Regions from separate parts of the Mus musculus genome. Here regions 2 and 3 are each linked to region 1. The links are chromatin contacts, called in public promoter capture Hi-C maps. All regions are on one chromosome and are shown on one strand. The core of a region is the stretch at or near the end of the contact, and the rest is flanking DNA. Distances in the headings are between cores, read along the strand shown.

Region 1 (4,841 bases), core at 2,196-4,695:
GGATGCCTTAAGTTCTTTGGAGTCTCATTTAAGAATTTCTTTTCTCGAAGCATGACAAGTGTATGCAATACTTACATGCTCACTCGTTTACCTGTGCTTAGTTTGTGCTGGGTTATTTAATTGCACTTTCCAGCATCATGCTTCCTCCTTACAAATATGATATTCTTTATTGTTACACTAAGGTGTTGATCATGTATCTGTCCCTGTAAAGAATTAATAAACTATTTTCCAGACATGTTGCTCTCTCTCTTTTTTAAAGATTTATTTATTTACTATGTGCAAGTACACTGTAGCTGTCTTCAGACACACCAGAAGAGGGCATCCAATCTCATTACGGATATAAGCCACCATGTGATTGCTGGGATTTGAACTCAGGACCTTCCAAAGAGCAGTCAGTGCTGCTGGGATCAAAGGCGTGCACCACCACCGCCCAACCATGTTGCTCTTTTAACTTTAAAGAGTTTTGCATGTTGGTTTACACAGAGGTCAGAGCACTTCAGATCCCCTGGGACTGGATTTTAGTGAGCCATCCAGTAGTGGCACTGAGAGCCAAATCAGGGTCCTCTGCAAGAGCAATAAGCCATCCCTCAGCTTCAAGATATGTTCTTTCTGGAACCAACTGACTAGAGTTTTCTCAAGTCTTCCTGGCCCAGGATAGGAAACAGTAAATTTTGAGAGTAGAAAGAAGATGGGTCCAAGAAAAAAAAAACTAAAGCTTCAGCCAGGTATGGTGGCATACGTCTTTAATCCCAGCACTCGGGAGGCAGAGGCAGGTGGATTTCTGAGTTCGAGACCAGCCTGGTCTACAGAGTGAGTTCCAGGACAGCCAGGACTGCACAGAGAAACCCTGTCTCGAAAAACCCAAAAAAGGGACTGCAAATGTCATTGTGCAGTTGAATACTTACCTAGCATGTGTTTGCCTGCACATACACAGGCACACCACATGCATGCCTCTTAAGTTGGAGGAGTGTATTAGATCCCTGCCAACCCTTTGAAACTGCAACGTCCACCGATGTGTTGAGTTGCATCATAGCTGACCTGGGATGTACCTGCTATCAGTGACCCGTCAGGTTCACCCTGCATGCTCTTCTTCACAAACACCCTCAGGTGTATACACAGTCTCAGAACTCTCCATGCTCAGACCCGTACTCCACACATCTCAGGATCACAGCTGACAGCTGCCCTCTGCTGAGATCTTTAAGGAGCCCAGAAAGTGCCTTTTCATTGGAAGGAATCATAGGCCAGCAGAGGCTGTCATGCCCAAGACCACCCCCAAAGTGGCTGGTGGGCCAGGCTCAGAGTTAATTGACAGATCATACAGAGAGATACTGCACATTTTGCATGCAGCAGAATAGCCATTATTTGCATATCACTCTCAGACCACGGGTTGTGATAAAGAAGAATTAAACACTTGTCAAGATGAATTTAAAATGACAGCAATTCAGGACACCAATTTGACCTCTCTGGAGTCCAGAACATGCCAATAAGGGGTGGTTGATAATTCAAGGCCTGCAGGAGGGCATTCCAGGACTTTAGGCCGCAAGGAGGCCCCTTCTTCAGTACTACCTTCCCTGTTGTCTGTAGAGGCCTCACTCTGGCCCTTCCTCAATGAGTCCTTTTGTGGCAATGGCAGACTGGGGTCTCTGCTCTGCTCACAGAATTGCAGGCTATCTTCTCAGGCTCATATTAATGTAGATCTGCCCATGGACAGACATCTGATTACTAGAGGCCTAAAGGTTTTCTGTTTTGTTATTTATTTATCTATTTATTTACTTATTTGTGTGTGTGGGGGTTCAAGACATTGTTTCTCTGTGTGTAGCCCTAGTTGTCCTGGAACTAGCTCTATAGACCAGGCTGGCCTCATATTCACAATGATCCTCTGCCTCTGCCTCCTGAGTGCTGGGATTAAAGGTGTATGCCACCTCTGCTTGGCTTTTTGTTTTGTTTTGGTTGTGTTGTTTTAGACAGGGTCTCACTACGTAGTCTTGGCTGCCCTAAAACTCTATATGTAGATCAGGATGGCCTTGAACTCACAGAGATCCACCCGCCTCTGCTTCCCAAGTGCTGGGATTAATGATGTGTGCCATTATCCTGGACTCCTCTGAAAGTTTTTTAAATTAGATTTAAATTAGAGAATTGCAGAACATTTTATCTATTTACTCTGTGTGAGTGTGTGTGTGTGTGTGTGTGTGTGTGTGTGTGTGTGTGTGTCTATGTGTGTATGTTTGTACATGTGCCATGGTGCAAGTGTGGCTCGCTGTCAGAGAATAATTTCCTATGGGTGTCATTTTCTTTTTCAACCATGTAGGTTCCAGGGATGCTGGTGAGTCAGGCTTGGCTGCAGGTTCCTTTCCCTGCTGAACCAAGCCTTCTTTACTTACCTGCATGAAAGCATGGTGCCAAATACTTGTACTCCTCGAACTTGGAAGGTGGAGACAGGAGGATTAAACAATCCAAGATCACCCACTACTACAAAGTGGATTCAAGGCCACCCTGGGCTAGGAGAGGTGAGAAGCCATTACACTCTTGCCTCCAAATGCTGCCAGAGACAGACACTGCTACCAGGGTTAAGTGGGTGCTCTGTAATTTTGATGGACTCCCCCATCAAGTTGGACCCCAACATATGTCTGCATACAGTAGTAAAAAGACAAGACTCAACATCAACTTGGACAGCACATATATGTCTCTCTGAAGAGCTGTCTTCCCATATGTGAGACATCAGATACGATAGCAAAGAGAAGTTGCTGGCGACTGTACCTTCCAGTGTGCTGACCCAGCTACAGGTCATTTACCTGGACCCTTGCTCTTAAAGATCCGCAAAGTTGAGGGAATATAGTGTTGTCTTCAGGTTTCAGACCAACTCAGTGAGAATGACTGGGCTGGACAGCAGGCAGAACTGGGAGGGATCTCGGGTTTCTATGGGGCTCTTATGTTAGGGGTGCTCTTCTCACCTACGGGAGTGCCCTAACTTAGCCTTGAGAAGCCAGTCTTGAAGCTACACAACTCATCCCTTGAATAGGACAAGGAACCTAGAGGATACCGAATGTCTAACAACTTTGAGCAGTTTTAAGGGAATTGTCTTTAAAAACACAGAGTTGGGTATAGTGGAAGAGACACCGCTGAGAAAGTGGGGGGACGCAAACACCTCAGTTTTGCGTGTTTTTCCGCAGCTGGGACCCTCTCTCACAGTCTTCACGTTCCCAGATCCTCAAGTCCGGACGGACCACGAGGAGCGGATACCTTACTGCAGTCCGGGTCGGCGCGGCAGCTCCCGCTGCAGTTCAAAGCGCAGGGGGCGCGTCCGCTGCGCAGCCGGGAATGTCCGGCCGCTTAAAGCGCTCGCCGGCTCTTTTGTTCCCCAGACCCGGCCTCCAGGGAGAGGGGGCTGGGGGAGGGGAGGAGAGGGGGGCGGCGGGCAGAGGAGGAGGGCGGTGCGGGCGCGGGCGGAGTGCGGAGCGCGCACCCCGGGCGCGGCTGACAGATCGCCGCGGTGGGTGCAAGATGGCGCAAGCGGCGCTCTCCGTGATACCCGATCCCCGCTAAGGCCGGCATGCGGCCCCAGCCTCCCGCCGCCCGGGCTCGGCCCCGGCCCGAGCCCCGGCCCCGGCTCCGGCGCCGGCCCCGCGGGACGCTGTGAGCCCGTGAGACCCCAACCACCCCCCTGAGTAGCGCCGTGCGTCGCCGAGCCCAGCGGACCGAGAGACCGATGGCTGAGCCGCGCACCGCGTCCCCGCGCCGCCTGCCCGCGCTGCGCCGGCCCGGGTTTCTGCCGCCGTTGCTGCCGCCGCCGCCGCCGCCGCTGCTGTTGCTGCTGCTGCTGTTGCCGCTGCCTGCGCCAAGCCTGGGTGAGCCTCAGGACCCAGGCGAGAGGGGCGGACCCCGGGACACTGCGGGAACCTGCGCTAGGAGCGCGTGCTGGAGGGACCTGGCGGGACAGCGCGCTGCGGGCACGGGGAAACCCACTCCGGCAGGGCTGCCGGTAGTTTGAAGGACTGCAGGGGTTCGGCGGGAGAACCCCGGGAGAGGGCCGGGGCTCGGTTTTCTACGCCTTCGGGGCTCAGGATAGGTTCAGGGCAGGATGCCGATTCTGGGCAGAGGAACTGGGAGCGGAGCAAAGCGGGAGTTGGGAAGGCAAGCTGGCAGTGCGGAGTGGAGGAAACAAGCCCGAGGAGAAAGAGCGGAGGAGTCCCAACAGAGGAAGGCGAGCCCGGGTGCACAGAGCTCGGCTGGGGACCCTGAGTAGCCCGAGGCGAACGAAGCCGGAAGCGACAGATCGGGGTCGGGGTCCGGGACTCTACTGCACTGGGCTGAGAAGGCATCCCCCAGGGTTTAGAGCTGGGACTGGGTTCGGGGGTATCCGACGAACAGGAAGGAAAGATTCCTGGTGGACTGAGTGGGCGATCCTGCCAAGGGCTGGGAGAGCTGGAGGAAAGGGTCGCCCAGGGCAAGCGCCTACCAGCGGTGCTGCCCAGGGCCCCGCCCTTCCCCGAGGGAGCTCTCTAGGAGTCCCTGCCCTGGGTTCTCCCGGCTACCCGTCGCTTCCTCCCGGGCTGTAAAAGATTCATCTCAGCAAAGAAGGATGTGGATCTAAGCCCTCCGCTGTCTCAAGTCCTTCGCAGACACACATTTGGATTATTCTTTCCTTCCCTTCCTTCCTAAAAAGCAAAATATTGCATCTGCACCCGAGAGAAACTTTATCCCCGATAGCTATAGCGGGGTTGGATTGGGGGAAGAGGCGGCTCAGACTTAGGATATGTGAAGGATGTAAAGGATTTGAACGACTGTGATCCTCAAGTGTCTTAAACTGTCCTTATGCTACAGAGAAGGCAATGCCTAGACCC
Region 2 (4,573 bases), core at 929-3,428, 760 kb before region 1:
ATGGATTGTAGGTTCCGGCCGACCCCAAGCTGACTCCTAGAGATGTTTGCTAAAAGTGCTTCTGGCTCTGTTGTGACATGTGTTCTTGGAGGCCTGCCATCTGGGCAGGGAAAGCCCAGCTTTATAGATCCGTGCAGCTTTTTAGAGTATGGCAGAAAACCAGGCACCCACCCCCCTGTCCCTCAGCAGTCCTTAGACACATGATCCCTGCCTGGCAGTATGTGAGTGCAGCCAAGGAACGAGCCGGGCAGGACAGCCTGCTTTGTGCTGCTCTAGAGCACAATGGGTATCCAGAAAGACCCACCCAGCTCCACGAATCCACCAGCCCACTTAGACATTTCTACCACACAGAAAGTCAGAGTGAGAGGCACGGTAAATAAAGGTGGAGCTCAGAATCCAAGAGCCACTGTGCAGAGGAAGCTGTGTAAGCCTAGACTAATTTTAATTAAGCTAATATTAACCGCAGACAGTGGCCAAGTGCCACCAGTCACTGTTCCAGGAAATGGGCTTTGGTTTAATCCTCAGAAGGCTTGTGGTAATGTTAGCATTCCCATTTTACAAACAGGGAAACTGAAGCTAGAGGGACTCAGTGATCTTTCTAATGTCACAGTGAGTGGAGCTGGCTTCCCAGTGTGAGACTCACACCCCCTAGGGCTATGAAGTTGGGAACTTTTTCCAATGTCAGATTTGGTCTCCTCACTGCCAGATGGGGAACTTCATATATCACTAGATGGTTGGTCCTGCAAAGGAGGGGCTAGAGCACTAGAGAAGGCAGGAAGCTCCTGGGGTGCAGAATTTAAGGAGGGACTCACTCTGGCGGGTGAGTGACCCGGGTGTTTGCTAAGTGCTTCACCCGGTTTCAAGCTCTACTTTTATGTTGTGAACAAGAGGCTCTGCCATCTGTTGTCCGTTTAGTTTGACATTCCAAGGTAAGGAACTGCTGGGGAGGTTGGTTTGGAGTTTTGGGACCTGAAACCCCAATGCAGAAAGATCTCATCTGCTCACACCATTCCTGCAGAAGCCTAGCACTTACTGGATGAACCTGGTCTGGTGCTTGCAGAGCAGGGCTGCCTGTTGTGGGCCAATGGGAAGAGGGCTTCTTCTTATTTCTCCAAACCCCACTGGGCTGAAATGGACAGATGACAGGGAGTACACTCCTGGGGAAAGAGCTGGATCCTCAGGCTGCACGGGAGCCTGGGTCGAGTGGCTTGTCCCAAAGCCACAGACAATCTGCCTGTTCTAGTGGCAAAATTCTCCCTCCGGGTGCAGGACACCTTTCCCAAGTGTGGGACCCCACCTCACTTCAAGGGAAGGAAACACCCCACCACCCCCACCTCTGGCAAACAGGGAAGCAGGAGTGAGCCCCTCATATCTTGGAAAGGAGTAGGGGTGACCAGCAGGTGTTCCCACCACCTGGCTAGGACCCACTTACAAGCACACGAGGTGTAGTCTAAAGTGTCACCTGACTGAAGACTTCCAGGTGGCTCTGGGTGCAGTGCCAGGCCTCTGACACCCTATCATTAACATGCACCCTCCTCTGCCCCCCCCCACCCCCCATCTCATCCCCTGTTCGAAGACCTTGAAGTCTACAAGAAGCCCCGCTGGTTTAAGTCCAGCCTTTGGAGTTGACCACAGCAGTCCAGCCTTTGGAGTTGACCACAGCATGGCAAGTTCTTACTCTGGGGCCTGGCTGTCTGCACTTTACCTGGTGCAGCTCAGCTTGTTCTGCACACTGAGTTCTTTGCTTTTCTAGCTTTCCCTGGGTATCTATCTGTACTCAGCTTGTTAAAAGCTCAGTTTGGGGCATATTCCTGGTCCCCTTCCATCCTGGGCTAGCTTCGCCAGCCAGAGCTTCTACAAAGAACAGGTGCAGAGGCCACGCTAATCGGTCGGTCAGAAGGAAAAAAAAAAGGGGGGGGGGAGGGAGAAGGGAGTCGCGAGGGGTTAAAAGGAAGAGATACAGAAAAGAGAGAGCGGGGGAAAAACGGTAAAAGAACGATAACGGGTGGATGCAGAGTAGGGAAGTGAGAAGAGAACAGAGGGAATTAAAGAAGGCAACCGGCAGAGAGAAAGCTAGGAAAAAGAGCGAGGGAATGCGCGCGATCGCAGGGTCTGAAAAGAGGTGGGAGGGAGAGGGAGAGCGGAGGGAGGAGGGAAGAGGGAGGGGCCGAGGGACGCAGGGGGGTGGGGGCTGCCGTGGCAGCAGTCGCAGCGGCTCCAGCCTCCTGCTTGCTCACTCGTTCTCAGTGCCCGGAGCCGGCTGCCCGGCTCGGGGCGGTTCGCAGCTCCCTCTCCTGCCTGGGGACCTGAAGCCGCTCCGGCTCCGGGGTATAGGACCGCGCGACTGGCTGGCCCAAGCCCGGGGCGCGCCACGGAAGCAGGTAGATGGTTGGGTGGGGTCCGCGGGGACCCGGAGCCTCGGAGCACTGTGGGTGCATTGGGTCGGGGTGTGGGTTCCAGTTCAGGGGAGGGGGCTTTGCAGCGTCGCGACTAACTTTCCACCAGCTCCGTGGGTCCTCCGTGGCCAGGTCCCGGCTCTAGAAGGCGAGTTTGGCGAGGGGCAGAAGGTGGATGGCTGGGCTTGCGGGAGCGCCCGGGGGTCTATGCGAGACGTAGAGAGCCTCGGCTGGGCCAGGCGCGCGTCCTCTGGCCGCAGTCAGGACGCAGCGGCCGCCGCGTCTCCACGTGCGGGGGAAGACCCGAGAGTCGCGGTGCGGGTGTCCGGAAGAAGGAACCTGCCAGCTCTGCGCGAATCTGGGGTCTCCCGGCCGAGAGCCATTCTAGATGTGCGGGACCTTCGCCCCGCACCGCGTCCTTCCGACCCGGGTCCCGACGCAGAGCTGCGGGGCCGCGCGCAGGTCCCCGCGGAGCCCAAGCCCAGCCGGTGCCACGCGCAACGTGGACTCACTCTCTTTTTTTCCTCCTGATCCTGTCTACCCACTTTCACTGAGGGAATCCCGGACGCCCTGCAGTCCTGCGGGTCGCCCCTGGCTACATACCTCCGACCCTCGGCGGAGACCCCAACACCCAAAGTTAAAAGAGAAGCGAGTCCCTCTTCCTGCGCTCGTGGGCGGCTGTCCCGAACTTCCTAACTTCTCTCCCAAACGCGGGCGGTAGTGTTGTAGCTGGGCACACAGTGGTCCTGGTGGCAGCCCTGCGCAGGCACCTTCCCCTAAGACTTGATTTAGTCTTTTAATTTTTAGGAGGAAAAAAAAAAGACTTGAAAAATAGGTAAAACCGTTCCTTCCCGGGACCAAGGTTGCGAGTGGGACGGAGTCACGATCGGTCTGTAGTCTGGGAGCTCTGGGTCTCCGCCTGGCGGGCCCCAGAGCCCTCGAACCCCAGATGCTTTTTCCTGGAACTGCCTCCCACGCTCCATCCCACTGTCGTCGCGTCTCAGAATCCGTCCCCGTGAGTGCCTGCTGCGAGGCCAGCCGGCCTCTTTCCGGGCTGGTGATGCTCTCGAGAAAAACCGGTCCAAGTGACTGGGATCAGATTCTCCCACGCCTGGTCCCTCCGGGAGCCTATACAGCAGGGCCTCCCGCAGGTTGGAGGATGCTTACCAGGAGGTTAGGGCTCCCCGCCTTCCCAGCTCTCTGTGGCAAGGATACTTGTGCCCAGCGCATCTGCGCCCATCACTGTCCTGGGGGAAACTGGGGTTAATGTCCTGACCAGGTGGTGGCGCGCGGCAGGCTGCCGGGACCGTCCCGAGCCTGCCCCGATAGTGTTTTGGCTCCGGGAGTCCAGTGGCTGGATTCGCCGACCCTCATCTCTTTCCAGCGTTCGGTCTTTGTTGGACTGCAAGCCGAAAAGATCTTTTGTGAGGCTTAGCGGAGGTTTAGAAGTAGCAAAAAAGCTGGAGTTCTTTGCAGAGAGGATCATCTACGGGCCATCGCCCCCTCCCTGAAGGTTGGGTTCAGTGTCCCAGAGCATTGACATTAACGCCCAGCCTAGGATGTGAAGCTTAACCTGTTTCTTTGGCGGCTTTTCCTGCGGTGTGCACCAAGCACCGGGCTCTTGCTGTTGCTCACACATTGTTTAAGCCCCTAGAAAATTGAAGCCTGTAACTGCAGTCCTTCCCTTTCCTCCCATTCTGCAGATCAGCCTACTGAAGCCCAAAGAAGTGAAGGGACTCCCTTAGAGCTGACTAAGGGAAGTCTTCCTGCCTAAGGGCTGGGCACCTTTCCTGATTTCCCCCGTTGATTTCCACTTTCTTAGTGTTAGGCCATTGAATGATGAAAAGGCTGGAGGGCCAGGAGGTTGGAAGGTTAGAGGCAGGACACCGTGGGTAACCAGCATCTCCCAAGAGGAGCCATGTCTACTGTATGCCAAGTTTGTGCTTTGCCTGTCTGCTTTAAGATGCCACGGACCTGCCTCTCCGGTGGCCTGTGGGGCACACGTGGAGGGCACAACAGGGGTTGCTGTGTAGCAGAGTCCGGCAGGCACTCTCAGCTGAAACCATTCCCACAGGATCTAGAGTGAGCCTCACGCACTACTACGGGAAGAGAAAGATTTCCCAAGCCAAGGTTTCACTGCTAACCTCAGGCAGTGAAACGGTGTGGGTCAAGGAGAA
Region 3 (4,870 bases), core at 520-3,019, 910 kb before region 1:
GAAGACAGCTACAGTGTACTTATGTATAATAAATAAATAAATCTTTAAAAAGGAAGGAAGGGAGAGAGGGAGGGAGGGAGGAAGGGAGGGAGAGAGAGAGAGAGAGAGAGAGAGAGAGAGAAAGTCTATCTTGCAAACCAGTACCTGGTATACAAGATACATATCTAATATCAGTTCAATGAACATTAAGTATCTTAATCTTTAACAAACGAATTAGAACCACACTGTAATCTGGGGCGAGGTGTGATGATACATGCCTATAATCAATCCCAGCACTATGCTGGGATCCACTGTCATTTTGGTCATAATCTAATTCTATCTGGCCTACACAAATGCCATGTATGTGGACAGCAAATAACAGGCAGCTGCGAGCATTTGAGGCACACAAACCTCTGTCATCTGAACTGTTTGGAAGACAGATGGTTAGCAGCTGCAAGTTCAATTACAAAGTGCCTGGAAGGAAGGCAAAGAAGGAAGCAAAGGGATCCAAGGGCCGCTTCATATATTAAGCGTGGAATTCCTTTCCAACAAACATCTTTTATTTCCTTGGGGGAAGCCAACTCGGATATACCCTTTGAACTTGAGAGAAAAGCTTCAGAAGAAAGAATCTAGCAACAGAGAGACGGAGTGAAGCTGGAGGCACAGAAAAAAAAAAATCACTACTTCTAAATTCTACGGTTTGTGTTTTAAGGAAAGACAGAGGGCACGGGAGACTCCACTGTGCAGCCAGGCTAAGAGCCTGGATCAACTGTGTTCTTTGGTTGAATGAGTTGCCTCTTTTCTCATCCTTCATTTTGTCCTTTGCAAAGCAAAAGGGCAAGAATTAACTAAAGGACAAGATGGTTGACTTCTAGACCAGTACTCACAGACATTATACAATGACAGAAATAGTCTACATGTATGCTGCCCAAAACAGTTGCCACAGTGGCCAATAAGGCTTTTAAAGGTAACTAGTATGGCTGAGAAACTGGTATTTAAACTGTACTGAATTTTAGTTAATTTAGATATAAATAGCTATATGTGGGTAATGTCTAGTTTAGAAAAGTACAACACTACAAAATCCTCCTGCATTTTACACAGTGGGGTGGGGAATGATGTTAGCCGAGGCCTGACCTAGGCTCTAACCTAGATCCACAGCTTACCAGTTATACAACCCTATGAAACTACTAAGCTTCCCTGAGCTTCACATCGCCAACTGGTACAATGGACTCTGGTAACCGTTCTTGTAGAATATCCGTGACTACAGAGACCAGAAAGCCCTCAGTGAATGCCAGCTGTTTCTCCAGTTCCTCTTTAGTCTTTGGACTCCATCCTACTAGTCTTCTTGCACACATCCATTTTTATTACCTTGAAGACTAAAGCAAGCCTTAGTCCCCATGGGCAGCCCTGTCTATCAGGAAAGCAACTTGCCCAGGAGTTGTCTCAGGTCCCCAGCAGTGGGCAAGCCTCTGGTGATGGAAGGGTCGGTGCCTCCGGAACCACTGATTTCCGCTCACCCTCCATCCCCTCTGCCTCACATGATCACCAGCAATTTACACTCCTCCTGTGACTGGAGAGCAAGCTGAAACATAACTCACCAAAACACCTGTCACTTGTTTCTGGTACTTTTCCAACTCTTTCCCCTTATCTTTCCCTGCTAAAGATGGTAAGGCTTTTTAATATGAAAATGGCTTAGATTTTTTTTTTTAATTACCACACTCAGAAATAGGGATGCAACAAATTCCATTTATGGTTAACCCAGGAGTTATTTAGTTACCAATATTAAACAAGGCAAGGTCAGAGCTGGAGAGAGGCCGACGGAGCAGTCATGGAGGGTCAACGCTGGCTGCCACTGGAGGCCAACCCTGAGGTCACCAACCAGTTTCTCAAGCAATTAGGCCTGCATCCTAACTGGCAGTTTGTTGATGTGTACGGGATGGAGTCTGAACTTCTTAGCATCATACCAAGACCAGTGTGCGCAGTGTTACTCCTCTTCCCTATCACAGAAAAGTATGAAGTCTTCAGAACAGAAGAGGAAGAAAAGATAAAATCTCAAGGACAAGATGTGACATCATCAGTATATTTTATGAAACAAACCATCAGCAATGCCTGTGGAACGATTGGAACGATTGGACTAATCCATGCCATTGCAAACAACAAAGACAAGGTGCACTTTGAATCAGGGTCAACATTGAAAAAGTTCCTGGAGGAGTCTGTATCAATGAGCCCTGAAGAGAGAGCCAAATACCTGGAGAACTATGACGCTATTCGAGTTACTCATGAAACCAGTGCACATGAAGGTCAGACTGAGGCACCAAGTATAGATGAAAAAGTAGATCTTCATTTTATTGCGTTAGTACATGTAGATGGGCATCTCTATGAATTAGATGGATGGAAACCATTTCCAATTAACCATGGGAAAACTAGCGATGAGACGTTGTTAGAGGATGTCATAAAAGTTTGCAAGAAGTTCATGGAACGTGACCCTGATGAGTTAAGATTTAATGCAATTGCTCTCTCGGCAGCATAGCATCTTGACAGAAACACCAAATACTGTATTATTTGCAACAAAAGTTAAATTTCTGATGCCATAACTAACTCAAAATTTTTAATATTTTCATTAACTTGACTAATTAAACTTTATGTGGAAACAAACAAACAAACAAACAAGGCAAAAGAAACTGTTGTAGAAGGAATGTTCTAGTACAAGAATAGCCCAGCAGTGGTGGTGTATACCTTTAATCCCAGTACTCAGGAGACAGAGGCAGGTGGCTCTCCAAGTTCTAGACTAGCCTGGTCTACAAAGCAAGTTCCAGGACAGCCAGCGCTGCATAGAGAAATCCTATCTCGAAAAACAAAAAATAAACAACAACAACAAACAAACAAAAAAGAATAATAATCTGCCAAAGTCTCTATGTTAATATACTATGATACGAAGCCCGGTCTTTCCTGAAACGTAGGCCTCGCCGTCCTTGGGGAAAGCAGCTTTCCTTGCCTTCAATGACTACATTTTTTAGTTTTACTTTTGTTACATTTATGTGTCTGTGGGTACACATGTGCCACTGAGCAAGAGTCAGGTCTCACCTTCCACCATGTGGCTCCCAGGGGCATCAGCAGGCAGGTGGCTTGAATTGCTAAGGCATCTTGGCAGCCCTCAGTGACCATGGTTTATCAGTAGACACAAATGAGTGATATACAGCACATTTTTGCAATCCTAGTTGTCTTAGTCGGGGTTTCTATTCCTGCACAAACATCATGACCAAGAAACAAGTTGGTGAGGAAAGGGTTTATTCGGCTTACACTTCCATACTGCTGTTCATCACCAAGGAAGCCAGGACTGGAACTCAAGCAGGTCAGGAAGCAGGAGCTGATGCAGAGGCCATGGAGGGATGTTCTTTACTGGCTTGCCTCACCTGGCTTGCTCAGCCTGCTTTCTTATAGAACCAAGACTACCAGCCCTGAGATGGTCCCACCCACAAGGGGCCTTTCCCCCTTGATCACTAATTGAGAAAATGCCTTACAGTTGGATCTCATGGAGGCATTTCCTCAACTGAAGCTCCTTTCTCTGTGATAACTCCAGCTGTGTCAAGTTGACACAAAACTAGCCAGTACAATTGACCCCTTGTCAACTTGACACACAAAAACATCACTAGTAAGCCTCAACCCTTACAATCTTATTCATCCCCATTCTAAATAACTTTAAAAGTCCCACAGTCTTTACATATGCTTAAAATTTCAATCTCTTTAAAATATCCATCTCTTTTAAAATCCAAAGTCTTTTTACAATTAAAAGTCTCTTAACTGTGGGCTCCACTAAAACAGTTTCTTTCTTCAAGAGGGAAAATATCAGGGCACAGTCACAATCAAAAGCAAAAGTCAATCTCCAACTGTCCAATGTCTGGGATCCAACTCACGATCTTCTGGGCTCCTCCAAGGGCTTGGGTCACTTCTCCAGCCAGGCCCTTTGTAGCACACGAGTCATCCTCTAGGCTCCAGATGCCTGTACTCCACTGCTGCTGCTGCTCTTGGTGGTCATCTCATGGTACTGGCATCTCCAAAACACTGCATGACCCCTTCAGTCCTGGGCCATCAATTGCAACTGAGGCTGCACTTTCACCAATGGCCTTCCATGGCCTCTCACTGTGCCAAGCCTCAGCTGCTCTGCTCAACTCCTTCATGCCTTCAAAACCAGTACCACCTGGGTGACCCTTACACATTACCAAGTCCAGCCACAGCACAAGGTACAACTTTGGCTATATCTGGAACACAGCCACTGTGCTTTCAGAAAATACTTCCCAGAAGATGTCACCTCAATGATGCTGGTCTCTTCTTAATCACCGCTAATTTCTTAGCTCCAGCTAACCAGCATCAATAGTCCCAGTAATGCAAAGTTTTTGCTTTAGTAGTTCTGGTATCTTGTTAATCACAGCTGATTCTTCAGCCCCAGCTAACCAGAACTACAGAATCTTCACAATCAAAACAGGAATGGCCCTGAAAAGAGTCTTTAATTTTCCCTCTGAAATTTCACACACCAGAGCTCCAACTTCTGCAGTGTTCTCAACATTATCTTCCAAGCTCCTACACAACATCCGACAGAGGTCTTAACAATGGATGGATCTTCAAGCCCAAAGTTCCAAAGTCCTTCCACAGTCCTCCCCAAAACATGGTCAGGTTGTCACAGGAATACCCCACTCCACTGGTACCAATTTGTCTTAGTCGGGGTTTCTATTCCTGCACAAACATCATGACCAAGAAACAAGTTGGGGAGGAAAGGGTTTATTCGGCTTACACTTCCATACTGCTGTTCATCACCAAGGAAGCCAGGACTGGAACTCAAGCAGGTCAGGAAGCAGGAGCTGATGCAGAGGCCATGGAGGGATGTTCTTTACTG

The links. Promoter capture Hi-C pulls out the DNA fragments that hold promoters and counts their contacts. Capture Hi-C pulls out chosen DNA fragments and counts their contacts.
Region 2: a promoter capture Hi-C map of liver shows a contact between it and region 1, with 2.8 times the contacts expected there. The contact joins the promoter of Megf11 here to the promoter of Igdcc3 in region 1. A contact is called at or near these places in 4 of 39 promoter capture datasets (3T3-L1-derived adipocytes, the HPC-7 cell line and hematopoietic stem and progenitor cells), 1 of 484 Hi-C or Micro-C datasets (embryonic stem cells), 1 of 115 datasets of contacts at active chromatin or transcription factors (embryonic stem cells) and 2 of 9 other capture datasets (embryonic stem cells and liver).
Region 3: a contact with region 1 is called in a promoter capture Hi-C map of cranial neural crest. The contact joins the promoter of Uchl4 here to the promoter of Igdcc3 in region 1. A contact is called at or near these places in 2 of 39 promoter capture datasets (cranial neural crest and pre-B cells) and 1 of 115 datasets of contacts at active chromatin or transcription factors (embryonic forebrain).

What each region holds. Positions count from the first base shown.
Region 1 is chr9:65,137,709-65,142,549 of GRCm38.p6, forward strand. Igdcc3 (immunoglobulin superfamily, DCC subclass, member 3) reads left to right here and starts at 3,446. Exons shown (of 14, transcript NM_001357257.1): 1 at 3,446-3,845. The coding sequence starts at 3,707. Igdcc4 (immunoglobulin superfamily, DCC subclass, member 4) reads left to right here. Exons shown (of 20, transcript NM_020043.3): 20 at 1-239.
Region 2 is chr9:64,383,448-64,388,020 of GRCm38.p6, forward strand. It overlaps Megf11 (multiple EGF-like-domains 11), which reads left to right and starts at 2,179. Exons shown (of 25, transcript NM_001134399.1): 1 at 2,179-2,381.
Region 3 is chr9:64,233,432-64,238,301 of GRCm38.p6, forward strand. Uchl4 (ubiquitin carboxyl-terminal esterase L4) reads left to right here and starts at 1,770. Exons shown (of 1, transcript NM_033607.1): 1 at 1,770-2,931. The coding sequence starts at 1,808. The coding sequence ends at 2,509. All of the region lies in intron 1 of Map2k1 (mitogen-activated protein kinase kinase 1), which reads right to left.